2 separate regions of the Mus musculus genome follow, and region 1 is linked to region 2. A link is a contact called in public HiChIP or PLAC-seq data. All regions are on one chromosome and are shown on one strand. The core of a region is the stretch at or near the end of the contact, and the rest is flanking DNA. Distances in the headings are between cores, read along the strand shown. Region 1 holds the start of Enc1 (ectodermal-neural cortex 1). Region 2 overlaps Arhgef28 (Rho guanine nucleotide exchange factor (GEF) 28).

Region 1 (7,439 bases), core at 1,905-4,404, 660 kb before region 2:
ACATGTCTGAATTTGGGTAAGGCTTTGGGAACCTGTAAGTGGCCGGGTGGCAGCTGCCTGGCCCAGTTTGGTCTAATCCCCTGAGCTGTCCAGTCCCTGGTACTGTGATTGTATGGTGTTAATTAAATCACTCTCATTAATTCAGCCTGAGAATAATTAGGAATGAATGAAGATAGATTAGGTTTGAAGGCAGCTAATACATTTAACCCCACGCTGCTGATTTTGCAGCCTAGCAAAATAATATCGTTAAGGAAGATAACAAGGCCAAAGCCTTGGGCACAGCTTCTTAACAGCATTCAAAACAACCTTGGTTTAGAGTCCCAAGGCCAGGCAAAGACAGTTTTCCAGCGGCCAGCGGGACCAGCCTAACTAGCATCCTGAATCAAGCTCAGGCTGCTGTACAAAGCTAAGGAGTGGCCTCCTCTCCTGAGGTCTTACACCTCGGCATCCGGCCCTGTCTGTTGTAGTCTAGGGCAATCACAATCCTGTGGAGCGGTTTCTTCCTGTACACGCACACGACTCACCTTTGCTTCCTGTGAACAAGGTGATAAGAATGACTTTTGCCATTGGCTGGGAGAGACCATAAAAAGATATAGTTTGAGTTTCTATGATCATAAATCCACTAAGTTGCAAATCACTCTCAGCCGTGAGAAAGGCATTAGAAGCCGCCCAGCAGTCGAAAGAATTTTCATACTCTGGCTCATGTCTGAGGGTCACTGGAAACATGCACTTTTCTAAAATATAAGTTCACTTCCTGTGTCTTTCAGTATTTCCTGGTTTGTGTAACCTATATAAACAAATTCCGTCACCGGAAGTTGCTTATCTCCCGTTAGCAGAGGAAGGGATGTGGATGGTCACTGATTTCATTTCAGAAGTTTCTAGGCTGTGATTTTGTTTTCTTGATTTGAAGCACAGGAAGTGGTAACATTAGGTAGAAAAGATACAGCGGCAGCTAACAGCTGGACTTAGCATCCTTTTAGCCCTCTTGCTTAGCCAAGCACTCTACAAAGAGAAGCGAACTTCACTGTTTACTTCATTGTGGATGCTGCAACTTCCAGGTGGGAGATGCAATAGAAACGATTATCTATCCTCTGCCAGCTGACTTCTCCTGGCAAAACCCCCAGCCAACCAGCTGACATAGGTATATATACTGCTTCCAGGCAGCAGCAGCAGTTCTAGGTGGCTTTGGGAGAAAGACAGGCATATTTTGTCAAAAGAGAAGATGTGCTAACTTCTTAATGGAACAGTGTTCCACTCCACTGGTACACATGAACTGTTAGTGCCCTAAACCCACATATTTGTGTTTGACCCAAACCCAGACAGATGAAAACAAAGAAAAAGGGCCAGAAAGTGCACAGTAGTGGGCTTTGGTGCCTCCACAGGACATAGAAATATGCTTTTAAAAGACTCGGAGACCTGTTCCTATCTTCCTCTCGTCAGAGCCTATCTCTGATGCGAACTCCGTTTCCATCCGTTTGCTTTCTATTGGTTGTAATCTTTCTCTCCTTGGGAACGGAATTCTGCCTGCCTGGCTCCTTGCTGCCCCTGGGGGCCTCCACACCTGGTTCTTACCTTGAATCCCTCGAGCTTTTTCCCTGGCTCTGTAAAGCAAAATGGAGCCAAGACGCTATCAAAAATTAAAATAGGAAACAGATTTGAAAAGGCTGTCGTGAGGCTGACGAGTTAATGCTAAGAAAGGACTTAAGAGGGCACTGTCTTTCTTTGCGATGAGCAAAATCTATCAGCCTCAATAGCAGAGGAAGCCAGAGAGAGGGAGCTGGGATAAAGGACCAACCCTGCGGGTTTCAGCAGTCTGTGGTCTCAGGAAGCGCCATGTGGAGCCTCCTGCGCCGGTTTAAACCATTGCTACGCCTGGTGTCTTAAGAAAAGGAAGACTGGGGGCGAAGCGTTGGGGAGATGAAGAGGATAGGGCAAACTCCCTGGCCACTACTGAGGCCCTGCAGGTCTCCAGCCAGGCAATTCACATCGCCAAAGACCTCTCTTTCCTCACCTGCACAATAAAGGGTTTGGGCTAATAATCTATACAATTCGTCCCTACATATCTCAAATGCCGAATAAGAGCCAACTCAAAGTGTCGTTTTAGCTCCCAGCACAGAGAGTCAAAAATGAGAGTCATAAACAGTTGTGGCCACGTTTGTTTATTTATTTATTTATTTATTTATTTATTTATTTATTTATTTAGGATAGAGTTCCTTCTTTTGCTAGGCCCTCGAGACTTTAGGTGTGTGTGTGGGGTGATGGTTGTTGTTTTTTTTGGGGGGGGGGGACACGCTATTTCTTGACTGAACTCCAGACTCCACCAACCAACCAAACCCAGGAAAGGCCAAGTCTCCGAAGGTAACAGACATCTTCCCTACCAGGAGGAGGCAGCGTGTCTGCTCCTTGGAGGAGTTGGCTTTGAATCTAGCGGCCCTGGGCGATTGGTTGCGAAACACGTGGGCCCTCAGGACCCAGCTGGGGTTGCTGCGGCTCCAGCTCCGAGCGAGACAGAGTCCTGCCGCGGCTTCCTCACCAACTTGGGGTGGAGAAGGAAGCCCCCCACAAGAGTTTGGAGTCTGGCCTCTTGCCAGCAAGTAACCCAATGTCCACTTGCGCAACCTGCAGTGTTCCCCGAGGTCCAGACCTAGGCTTCTTCCCTTGCTCCTGCGGGAACTAGGCTCTGCCTGCCGCTGGGGTGTCTAACCCAGTGAGTGCATGCGGGAGCGGTGGATCCCCAGCTTGGCCTTGGCTACTCCACTGAGCATTCTTAGGATCCCGGCACCCTCGAGCGCAGGAAAGCGCCTAGGGCTGCTTTCCCCTGAGTTGGGTGCCCCAGCCCCCGACCTAGCCTTGAATGGGGTTGACCCGAGGAGGCGAAGACCCTCCGAGCCTCTAAAACTTATTTTCTTCCCGGTCCCCGAGGGCTGCAGCTGCCCGTTGCTGAGCGAGGGCGTCCGCTTTGTCTCCGTTCGCTCCCCGCCCCACTCCCCTAGTTCCTCTCCGGCTAACCGCCCCCCCCGTCATCCCCCCCCCCAGCTCCTCCCGCTCCTGCCCGCGTAGTGGACGCGCTTCCTCCCTCCTCCCCCTAGCGAGTCTCTTTGCATACGCGCCCCCTCCCGGGCGCAACTTATAGGCCGGCGCACGGTGGCCCGGCGCAGTCAGCTCCCGCAGCCTCAGAGCCAGCGGCGCGACGGAGGCGCTGCAGAGACCCGGAGCCGACGCCAGGCGGCCGCCAGCGCTCACGCCGCAACCCCGTTCCCTCCCCCTGCGTGCAGACCGCCTTCCTCCGCGGCGCGGCCGCCGCAGGCTCACTCTCCCCTGGCTAGGCGCGCGCCGGCAGACGCTTGGCCCGGCCGGGGCGCCAGGTCCGTAGCAGCAGATCCGGAGACCGAGGTCAGCTGCCTGCCGAAACCAGCCCGGGAGCCACTACCCCGGACGCTATCGCCTCCCTTCCCAGCGCTCCTTTCTCCCCGGCGATCGCCACCGCTTCCTGGAACAGAGACGCCCTTCGTCGGCTCCCTGCGGGTGACCGAGGCAAGAACCGCAGCCGGTTGTGTGCAGAGGCCAGCCGCCACTACTGTAAGTTTGCCCTGCAACCCCAAACCTGTTGCGGGCGCCCGGGTTTCGGGCGGTGGGAGTCGGCCGCGGGGTGTGCTTGGGAGCATCGAGCCGGCGCCCGCCACCCTGGCTGAGGCTTAAGCCCAGGAGGTGCTCTCGAGGCAGAACAGTCGCTGGAGTGGGAACGGCACTGGGAGAGCAACTTGCCTCCCCTCTGCGGTGTAACGCCCGGGCAAGTATCGGTGGGTGCGAGGAACCAGGTTGGGGATAATATCCCGGCTCCTAGCAGTCTCCAGGAAGCCCAGCGCGTGGGATCGGTTCCCCAGGGTGCCTCGTAGCCGGCTTTGGGGGGCGGTGGAGGCCATGCGCAGACCTCCTCCTGCGGCCACTTGACTGCAGCCAAATGAATGAAAACTGGTTCCTGAAAAACGAGTTTCTTCTCCTGCAAGCTTTTGCCTTTTAGAATGACATTATTAATTTCAAAGGCTAGGTAGGAATTGGTGGGCGGGGTGGAGATGAAACAGTGGACTTGGACTTGTAATTTGGTGTCGTCCTCACTGGCATGTCCAGCGTGTTGAGAGTAGCCGTTGCAAGTGTTGGAGGGGACGGCGTGGCCAAGAGCTATTTTGGTAAACATCTTTATAGTGTGGCTCCGTTGTTGTCAGTAATGTGAGTGCTTGGGAACGTCTGCCTGGCTTCTTTGCTCGTGGGATCGAGATCAGGCTTAACCAGGAGAGAGATGGAGGTGCTCCCAGTGTTGGAGGCAGACGTCCTGCCTGGAAGCAGCAGGAAGTGAACTGAAGTCACTGAACTAGGTGCCCTTTTGATGTTCACAGTAATAGCAGTCTTTTTCTCTGCCTTCTTTGTAGACGCAAGTTAAGTATATGTGTGCATTTTGGGGGTCATTTCCTTAGCATGCAGATTTATGTCTCTGGGGTCTTTAAAAAATGTTGGAAAGGATGATTCGTTTTATGTTGAAGGTGTTTTTTGTATAACCGTATGTATAAATTATGTCTGGATATTTTGATGTTTGCATGATTCTAAACCAGAGAGCACGTTGTCTCCCTAGGGTCTTCAGGAGCACCTTTTGTTTTAATCATACAGTGGTTGCAAGATGAGAGATTGTGACAGTGACATTCTCTCCCAGTGGGATGGGATCCAAGGTGACAGGTTAGACTCTGCCTCCTGGTTTTCTGGGGGAGACTTAGAAAACACAGCAGCATAAACACAGGATGCAGAGTGGTGCACATCCTGTAGGCCTTCTAGACAAACTGTTTTCTTAAGTATACACCTGGTTGTGAACGTTGTTTTATACCACCCTGACTCCCCAGCCCCGTGGGATTCCAGCTCAGCCTGCTAGCACTTAGATTCTTGTGTTCCTTTCTTGGCTCTTAGCCCGAGAGGAGGCAGCTTCCTTAGACTAGAGACAATCATTTAGAGGTTTAGGCTTAAAGTCTTCCTCAAAATAACTCAGACCGAACGCATTCATTTAAATGGCATCCACGGGGATAAAGCAAGCAGATTGCAAGTGCCTGGGAGCCTGAACACTTCCTAAGCTTAGTGTCTTCACAGAGGATGCCTCCACTGGGTCATTCTGCAGAACTTTCCACATTGGGTTAAGCTGGACTAGAAGATAGAGCCTTTGCTTGAGGTGGGGGAGATGCTTGGGTCCTCTTCATCCCGCTACCCACTGGGAAGTCCTGGGTGCTGTGTGCAGGCTTCGCAACACTGAAGCTTTGTAAGTTTGATGCTTACTTGGTCTTTGGTCTTGTTTACCCCGCATGGAAAGTAACATTCCAAAACTAAGAGGAAAACAAGTTACCTCGCCTAAAGATAAGAGCGAGTGTCTCATCAGACACCTACCTTTGTTACTTTTTTTCTGTGCCAAACCTCACAGCTGCGGGGGTGGGGGGCTGGAGGGGGATTTTGCAGTTTTAGCTCATGAATCTGGCAAGCCATATTTATTAATAATTTCTGGCATATAAATTAAAAATCTGAATGACTGAAGGAAAAGCAGTGGGACCCAGCTGGGCTGTAAGTTCAGGCTGTTTGCATCAGAAAAGATAACAGTAGCTAACTACAGAGTCTATCCTACCGCCATAAACAACCTCTTCTGGCAGATTCTTAAGGTTTTATCCTCCTTCAGAGCCTAAGAAGAGTGTTGTCAGAAGGGGGAGTTAATTCCATTTTTTAAGATGGATAGTGGACATTGTCCATATTATTGGCCCCTAGTTTTCTTACAACAGATACCCAAAAGAGATAGCATTAGATTCCACTGGTGCTAATTTTGGTACTTAGAAAAGCACTAAAGCTAGCCAATAAACTCTACAGTAGCCCTCCATGAACAATGGCTGTTAAAATTCACACATAGGAACATGAATCACACACACACGCACACACACACACACACACACACCCCTGTGTGCTTTTACATTTACATAAAGCAGTGTTTGCAGTTTGAACTCCCAGTATGCAGGTGCGGCATCTGCAGGTACGTAACAGTCCCGGTGATGGAGTGTTTAATCAAAGAGGTGGGCGGAAGCATCCTTTGTTCTTGTGATGGTTTTCCAAGAATTGGTATAGAGCAGGAAGAACAGAAGGAAAAAAAAAATTAGCACGAAGCTGCCTGCTCAAAATATTCTTCCTTTTATGTGCCAAAGTCTCATTTTGGAAGCTGTCCAGGTTCAGAAAGATGGGAGGTAATTGTGGCCAGCATCTACCTCGTGCTTTCACTGCAGCCTGGGGATCAGTGTGCACAAATGTTTACATTCTGTGCATTTAGAGCTCTGGAGTGGTAGAGCCGTCTAGGTAGAAACGGTCTCTTTTACCTTGGAGTAAAAGCTTGGCCACTTCAGGAGTTGGGTAGTTGCGTGTATTCGTGAGTTTGGATCTGACCAAAGGAATTCTTAATAGAATTTCTAATTAGTAGGTGTTGGTTTTACACGTGGCTTTATGTTGCATAGGGCTTTAAAGCCGGTGGCCTCCTGACGTTCCTGGCATTATGAGAGCGGGAAGCTTGGCATTTTAAGTGGCCTGTAGTGAATCAGCTGGCCTAGCCCTGGGAACTGAGAGACTGAGGCTGGCCTCCCTCAGCTTTTGCTGACTTACAAAGTCCTAAGAACTTCTGGTGTCCGGAAAGTTGGAAGTTGTCAGTCAGGTCTTCTAAATAAACCTGCTTGTAAACCTCCTCTATCCTCTTCCCCTACCTAGCCCCCCAACCATGAATGGTTCTGATAGTTCAGCAGCATTACAAGGAGTGTCTCTCCTTCCAGGTAGTTCTCTCCGACTTTGTTCTAGAGTGGCCATACCCGCCCCGCCCCCCCCCCCCTTCCCCGGAACAGGAGGCAGCGGACTGACAACAACAAGGCTCTGTTTTCTTTGTCTAAGTGATTGTTGCTTTTGTGCTACAGCTGGGAACATCAAGAACACCGGCTTCAATGGGTTTGTTTTCTTTTCTTTTAGGAGTTGAAACAAAATGTCAGTCAGTGTGCATGAGAACCGCAAGTCCAGGGCCAGCAGTGGCTCCATCAACATCTACCTGTTTCATAAGTCCTCCTACGCGGACAGCGTTCTCACTCACCTGAACCTTCTGCGTCAGCAGCGGCTCTTCACAGATGTCCTTCTCCATGCGGGAAACAGGACCTTCCCTTGCCACCGGGCAGTGCTGGCTGCGTGCAGCCGCTACTTCGAAGCCATGTTCAGTGGTGGCCTGAAAGAGAGCCAGGACAGTGAGGTGAACTTCGACAATTCCATCCACCCAGAAGTCTTAGAGCTGCTTCTAGACTACGCATACTCCTCCCGGGTCATTATCAATGAAGAAAATGCTGAGTCGCTCCTGGAGGCTGGTGACATGCTGGAGTTCCAGGACATCAGAGATGCGT
Region 2 (7,246 bases), core at 4,289-6,788:
GTATCTTCTAACTGCCCCTTTTACTCTGGTAAAGGGATTTGCTTTTCTGTTGCGTGCTAAAACCATGAGGGATGTAACTTATAGAAGAGTTCAATTGGGCTTATGGTTCCAGAGGCCTATTGTGGTGGTAGGGAGATGCGGCAACAATTGTCAGGCAGGAATGGAAGCCAAGGACTCCCATCTTGAATGGTAAGCATGAAGCAAAAAGAGCAAGCTAGAAATAGCAAGTCTTTAAACTCTCAAAGGCAGCCTCCAGTAACATACTTCCTAAGCAAGGCCATACCTCCTAAACCAAACCAAAGAGTGCCACCAGCTAGAGACCCAATTGCTTGAATGCCCAAGAGTGTGGGGGATCTCAGTCAATCTACCACAGGAATATCTGTGCAGAGGAGACACTCTGGAAAGAGCACAAATGTTTCTTCATATCAATCATAAGATTCTGGAATCTTCTATCCACGTGCCTCATCCCTCTCTCTCTCTCCCTCCATTCCTTCCTTCCTTCCTTCCTTCCTTCCTTCCTTCCTTCCTTCCTTCCTTCCTTCCTTCCTTTCTTTTGATTTATCATTACCTAATGATACGTGAAAATGGGTTCTGGGGGTAGAAGCAGAGTTGACAAGAGAAGAAAGCAGAGACAGAAAGCACAGCAGGTTCTTCCCTCCTCCCTCCGCCATCCTGCGTTGTGTGACATCACACAAATTCTCAGCTTCATCCCAAAGAAGCACTCTGATGCTCTCTTCTGAAAGTCCACTATCATCTGTTCCCTCAGGGGATCCCAGGGACCAATTTACTTATTTTTCATTACAACTTTGGACCAAGGAGGCAGACATATCAATGCCCATTTGACTAGAATCCACATTGCCAGGAGAGGTTGGTATAGAATGGGGGACAGAAACTGCATCACAGTTTGAGAGCATGCTTATATAGAAACCAATATTCCTCTCCACTCCATAGTCTGGCTTTTTGCAGAACTTGGTCAGTTACCAGGGAACGACGGGTGACTTCCTTGTTTCCCTGCTCCATGTATAAGGGTGATTGGAGAGGCAAAGAGACAATTTCACAGGATACCTGACCCAGGAGAAGAAACCCATTATGGGCACCTCCAAATGCCTGCTGCCACATCTCTGTCTTCTTATTTTATATTTCCAGACTTAGACTCACATGTGGCTCTCTCTCCCTTGATGGAAATGTCTTCTCTACCTACTCTTTCAATTATTCAAGCCTCAGGCATCTCTTTCTTTAGCAAGCTCCCTCCAGTCCTACACATACCAACCACTAGCATCCTCTTCCTCTGAGTTCTCATGGCAACCTGCATGTCTCCATGTCATTTTCCCTACCATTGTTAGGATCATCTGCTCATCAGTCAGTGCAGATGTGCGCATGCCTTCTCATCTTCATTTTGTCCCTTACAGAACACTTCGCCTCTTGCTTGCAGTCAATAAATGTTTGTTGACCACGTCAGTGACAGGACATTTAGGGATGCAAATAAGTTGAAAGCTAACTGTGTGGGCACTTGCTCCAGTCTCGTACCTAGCCATCTCTAAGGACTTATAATTCTCCACTCATGTTGTTTGGCAAGCAATAGCAATCTTCTTAACCTTTGGAGCAAAGCTGAGCAAATTTTAGTAGATTGCTAGGGAAGTTGACACCATATATGGAGTGACTACCACACCCTGACTCTCTGTTCTAACCATAGTACTTAACTGTTTAATCTTCACAACAATCCTATAAGGCAACTATCCTCATTTTTAGAGAGGAAGAAACGGAGAGGTGAAGCAGAGCATCAAGGACACACAGCCAGTAAAGTGGAGCGTTTGCTGCAAAACCCATCCTCTCAAGGGCCGAGAGCTGCGGCCTTCTGATGGGAAAGACAGAGGGGTGGGAGAAGAATCGCCTCAGGTCACGGGAAGGATCACTGATGCCCTTTTATTACCTGTTATCTTGTGACTGAATTGTGTTATCTTCTTAACTTACATGACATGCTCATTTGGACACACACACCTTTTTAGCAGTAAGTGGGTTTTTTTTTTTTTTTTTATATTTTTCTGAAAGAACAGGGCTCCTGCTGTGAGTGCCGGAAGGTGGATGGATATAGCTATTACACATCCTGATGAAATGCAGAGTAACTTGGATTTGTGGTGATGCTTAAATTCCTGCCGCCTGCAAAGGACAGAACAATATGCTTTTCATCCCAGGACAAAAGAATGACAGCTCCCTTTAAGCTTCACCTTGAGGGGCATGGTGGGTCTCATCTATGATCTGAGAGACAGTGGTCTTCTCAGAAGGTTCGTGAATCTGTGTGGGAGTCATCATCCTCTGTTGAATTCTGTTGTAGCTTGTTCAGGTTACTCCAAAATATCATGAGCTAGGTAACTTATGAAAAACAAAATTTTATGTCTCAACAGTCCAGAAGCCAGAAGGTCTGAGAGCAATATGTTAGCAGATTTGGTGTCCGACGAGGACCAACTTCTGAGTTACAGAAAAGGTCTTGCCACATCCTCCCTATGATGAAAGGACTTATGGGCTTTTCCCGTGGCTTCTATAAGCACACTCACCCCATCTATGCAGGATCTACCTTCAGAATACAGTAACTTTTCAAAGGCCCCATCTGCTATCGAGATGGCTGTAGCTATGTGTTTAGCATAGGAATGGGTGCGGTGGACAGACAAGCCGTTCCGATTTATTACACAGTAAAGACATGAAAAGGAAGAGCTTCCAGAGGAGGCTTGGTCATCTAGCTGCACCAGTTAAAATAGAAAAGCATTAGATAACAGCATGACCAAGATGAACCTATGAATCCCGGCATCTCAAAAACTGTCCAAGCGGCCCCAAGAGTGTGGCATTGGAGGCCTGGGTTTTCACAGCCTGAAGGTCAACTGAGTACAGATTTTAAAGCAGAACTCCATGGGGATTTTTTAAACATCTTTACATATTTTTACTATTTCCATCTCCTCTACCATGAGAAAAAAAGATATTTATAGTTATCAGAGCGAAGATATAGATGGAAATAACTCTAAGCTTTCCATTCAAAGTGTATAGGATTCTGAGATCAGCTTTAATGCAGACAGGAAGAAACTTTTCTCCCTAGGTGTCTTTGGGGGTGGAGTGGGGCTCATGTCATTAGGAGTTTGCCTCAGAGGTAAAATAACAGAGTTTTAGTAAGTTGTCCGAATTTTAATGACTATCCCTGCTGGGGAAAACTTAGTCACTGGACTTTTTAATGCACTTTAAGAAAAGCATAGATCTACAGGAGCTACAAAAGGGCACCTCTCCAAAGAGAGTCTTTAAAGCTTTAAGATTTGACCTGTTAAAATAGAGAGACAATTTATAACTTCAGGAAAAATAAGTTGGGATTTGAGTGACTGCCCTTCCCCCCACCATGTCTCCCCGGTTGTTGCTGCAATTCTGGATGAATGTAATGGTTGCCTCCAACCCCATTCCTTTTCGGTTTCCATTAGGACCAATTTGCGTGTGTGAAATGTGTGTTTTGCTATGGTCCTAGGTTTAATATTAAATTTACAGAGTAAAATAATGAGGCAAAAGATATTTATTGACACTGACCAGAACATGGACAAATATTTCCAAAGAACAAGATGAGAACATTTCCTGGTTTACTTTCTCACAGAGAGCCACGGGTACTCTGAAATCAAGAAGTGCCCTTTGTCCCTCTGTAGAAAAGCCCAGGCAGGCAGCAAGCTTCACCAAGAGCTAGCCCCTTTGTCCTTCTGACCTACAGGCTGGGTTCCTGCAAGTCGACTGTAGTCCTTGACACTCAGTCCTGCCTAGGAGGCCCAAGTGAGGGCTCTCTCTTGGGAGTTTCACTATTTACAGCTAACATGTCATGGTGGAGGCTCCAGGCTGGGCTAAAAGATGGTGCTGAAGAGACTCTGAACCCAGCAGCATCTGTTCAAGAGAGTGAGCTACAAAGCAAGGTGACCCAGGTCCCAAGCACGCCCAGACTGTGTTCCTGTACAGCGCCCACCCAGTATGAACAGGTTCTTAGATAGGACACAGGGGCTGTACAGTGAGGGTAACAGCACCTCAACTCTGAAGACCCCAACATTCACACGTAAGAACAAAGTGAGAAAAGGTCTTTCCCAAAACTTCCTCTGCCTTCTTTGTGGTATCAAGGCTACTCACAATAAGCAACTGCTGTGATATCAGAAATTCAGCCCTGGAAAAGATCATTTTCCAAATCAAAATGGCTTCATCTTTATCTCAAGATGCATTTCACACTCCAGATGAATGGGTACACAGTGTAATGTGGAATTTCAAAGTGAAAACTCGTTCACATCCTTCGGCTCACTCAAGTGAAGTTTCTCCTCTAGAAACTCAAAAGTGGGTGAGATCAGTTAAAGATGACACACGCGCGGAGCTGGGTTGTTTTTCTTTTTTCTTTTTTTTAATAATTTAATTATTAGACTCATGCCAAAAATTGAACGTGCATGGGATATTAAATATTCTTCTTAAAGCAAGTTGGGCACAGAGAATCACACACTCAAGGGCTGGGGCCAAGGAGAAACTCTCCCCAAAGTGCCAGTGGTTTATGTTTGTTTGCTTGGGAAAACAAATGGCCACACAATCAGAGGTAAAGAATGTTTTCTTCAGCCCCGTCTCCAGCATCGCCACCGTGTCCAGCCGCCATCGGAAGACTTAGTTTTGCTTCTGTTGTGAGTGTCTGTGGCTGGGGGCCACGCTGATTGGAGTCCTGGGGAGATGACGATTCACTCTGGAAGGAGTCCAAATCTGCAACTGAAAGACATGACAGGTTACAGAAGACTCCACTTGGAACCCGCAAGACAGATGACACTTTCCGCTTCACAGTTAGGAAAAAGAGCGACCTTGTGGTCAACCAAAGAGAAAATGCCCAAGTTCGTCCAGGAAGACAGGAACAGAGCAGCTATCTAGTGAGGACATCAATATTCAGTCGTGGGCACAAGCATCCTATTAATGAAAATTGCCTTCACTGAACACTCTTAAGGGAACACTGGTGACAGTCACTGTTGCCAGAGAAAAGGATTCCCGCTAATCTTAAGTGGGTTCAGGCCTCAAAACTGCAGACAGCCTTTTGTGCATCACAGACTCTGTATGTATCTCCCTTCAGAATGCTCAAGTAAAGAATTGGTCTCAGGATGCATGGTGGCACACACCGTGTTAATCCTAGCACTCTGGAGGTGGAGGCAGGTGGATCTCTATGTTTGAGGCCAGTCTGGTCTACAGAGAGAGTTCCAGGACAGCCAGGGTTACACAGAGAAACCCTGTCTCCAGAAAACAAACAAACAAACAAACAAACAAACAAAACAATCAACCATACAAACAAACAAAACATGGTCTCAAGACTCCATTTATTTTGGGGTTCACTAGTGTAGGCAAGGAAGGGGTCGGAAAAAAGGGGGCTGAAGAGTGAAGAAGACCGTCTATCCACCCACCATACATGTCTGCTAATGCTACACAAAGGACTTTGCAAGAGCAGCTAGGTTTCTGGGAAAATCTTGCTAACTGCGACTGTAGCTGGGCTTGCAGTTTTTTTTCCCCTGGTTGCCTAGCAACAGCAGGCACTGTCTCCCCTTTTCTGATAAAGGCTTCTATGTTGTGCTTTAAGGGGGTAGATGAAGGGGTGCTTTGATTTGAAGAAGAAAAAAAAAACATACTTGCTCCAAATCATTTTTATGGCATTTCTCCCAATATCCAACCTCCCCGAGGTAGCAAAATTACAGGTAAGCAGCTCCTGGTTAAAGGCAGAGGCAAGCAGATCTGCATGCGGAGTGAGGGCAGGTCATCCTGAGGTCTACCTATTTCTATCTCAGTCATCAAAAAGAAACCATTATCCCCTTTGCCACATTTTATCCTAAGCCACCGTTATTTAGACAGCTATCATACCTGTCTCCATCCTAATGATAAAATGCTCCTAACCTTTTCCTCCAGACAGGAAGTTTGCTGCTAGGGAATGCAGTATGGCTGGCTGGGTAAACATGAAGGGCAGAATGTCCCCACGGGGCTTCATCTTTTTGCTACCCCTCAGGTCTTCCCTTTTTCCAATAAGAGGTGGGGATGGCTGGGGAGCAGCCAGGGCCTTAGGAAGTAGAGTCAGATTACATGACTCTGAAATAATGGAGGACCCTGAGGGTAGGGTGAGGAGATAGGCTACCTGCTTCAACTCAATCAAAGGCACAGGCCAAGCCTAACTCTTTTTTTTTTTTTCCTTTTTCTCCTTGAGACTGGGTCTCTCATATCCTGAGATAGCCAAGGGTGATCTTGAACTCCCAATTCTCCTGATTTTCTGGGTTGTGGAATTACAGATACAAGCAACCATGCTCAGTTGATGTGGAACTGTGGATCAACTCATGGTGTTCTGGATATATGCTAAGCCGGCAGTCTACCAATTGAGCCACATCATCACCAACCCGGGAAGAAAACCTCTTACGCTGGGGGGAACGTGACTTCAAGTCCTGTATCCCAAACACAAGGAGCGCATTATCTAAAGGCTGTTGAAGATGCTTCTGAGAAGGAGCCATCACATCTGTCAGGATCTTCTCGCCACCAGCCAAAAGCTGTGCCAAGTCTTTTATGTTCCACATCGCTTTGCAACTCAAGATGTAACCCACAGTTTACAAGTTGGGAAACTAAGGCTCAGGCTAGTTCAACTTTGTGCCCAGCATCACACAGCTGGAAGTATCTGAGACCTCAGCTTAGAGAACTTCAGGGCTCCAGAAAGGTACCTCCCTCTTCAGGTCTCATGACCTCACTTCTCAGTGAGCTGCAAATGACTTGCCCCAGCTCTTTCAGGTTACAAGATCCTACATGTCTAATATCTTCTCTCTACTCACCCTCCTAAAAGATAGCAAAGAAAAAGGTGTACTGAGCCCCCTTAAACCAATGGGGCAGTAATTACAGGCCTAGCAACCTCCCCTACATGGTCAGACAAAGGCAAAGATCCCAAGCAATGATTTCAAATCAACCTGGGCAAGACTACAAATCAACCAGAAGTGCTTCCCCACCCTATCTGACCACTTTAAGAGACAGGGTGTGCTTGTCTGTGGACATGGTGTTCACAGATCTTAATTCCTCTCCCAAGCTCTTGGATCAGCTGGTGCTGATACAAAACGACTTCAAAGGAAAAAAAATCTCAACACTTTCATCTAGAAAATACTGGCAGGTTGAACAGGTCACCTATACTGCAGCAGCTGTGCCCCTTTGCCAATGGCCAGCCCTTGCCAGTGGATGGGCCAGCCAGGACACACAAACCATT

The links. HiChIP or PLAC-seq counts read pairs in DNA pulled down with a chosen protein or histone mark.
Region 1: a contact with region 2 is called in an H3K4me3 HiChIP or PLAC-seq map of embryonic forebrain, with 11 times the contacts expected there. The contact joins the promoter of Enc1 here to the enhancer-like site in region 2. A contact is called at or near these places in 3 of 39 promoter capture datasets (embryonic stem cells, epiblast stem cells and hippocampal neurons), 1 of 15 datasets of contacts at CTCF or cohesin (the NIH/3T3 cell line), 3 of 484 Hi-C or Micro-C datasets (bone marrow-derived macrophages, cerebral cortex and embryonic fibroblasts) and 25 of 115 datasets of contacts at active chromatin or transcription factors (acute myeloid leukemia, astrocytes, cardiomyocytes and 19 more).

The regions. Positions count from the first base shown.
Region 1 is chr13:97,237,951-97,245,389 of GRCm38.p6, forward strand. Enc1 (ectodermal-neural cortex 1) reads left to right here and starts at 3,155. Exons shown (of 3, transcript NM_007930.4): 1 at 3,155-3,579; 2 at 7,021-7,439. The coding sequence starts at 7,034.
Region 2 is chr13:97,895,068-97,902,313 of GRCm38.p6, forward strand. It overlaps Arhgef28 (Rho guanine nucleotide exchange factor (GEF) 28), which reads right to left. Exons shown (of 36, transcript NM_012026.2): 36 at 3,528-4,749. The coding sequence ends at 4,580. Among named protein-coding and RNA genes, the nearest start is that of Gm34388, 4.7 kb to the left of the region's middle. Within about 2 kb of position 5,539, at least 35 of the 459 cell types and tissues checked have an H3K27ac peak or open chromatin away from gene starts, as enhancers often do. A contact at or near this core is called in embryonic basal ganglia, embryonic forebrain, forebrain and 2 more, where this site is marked.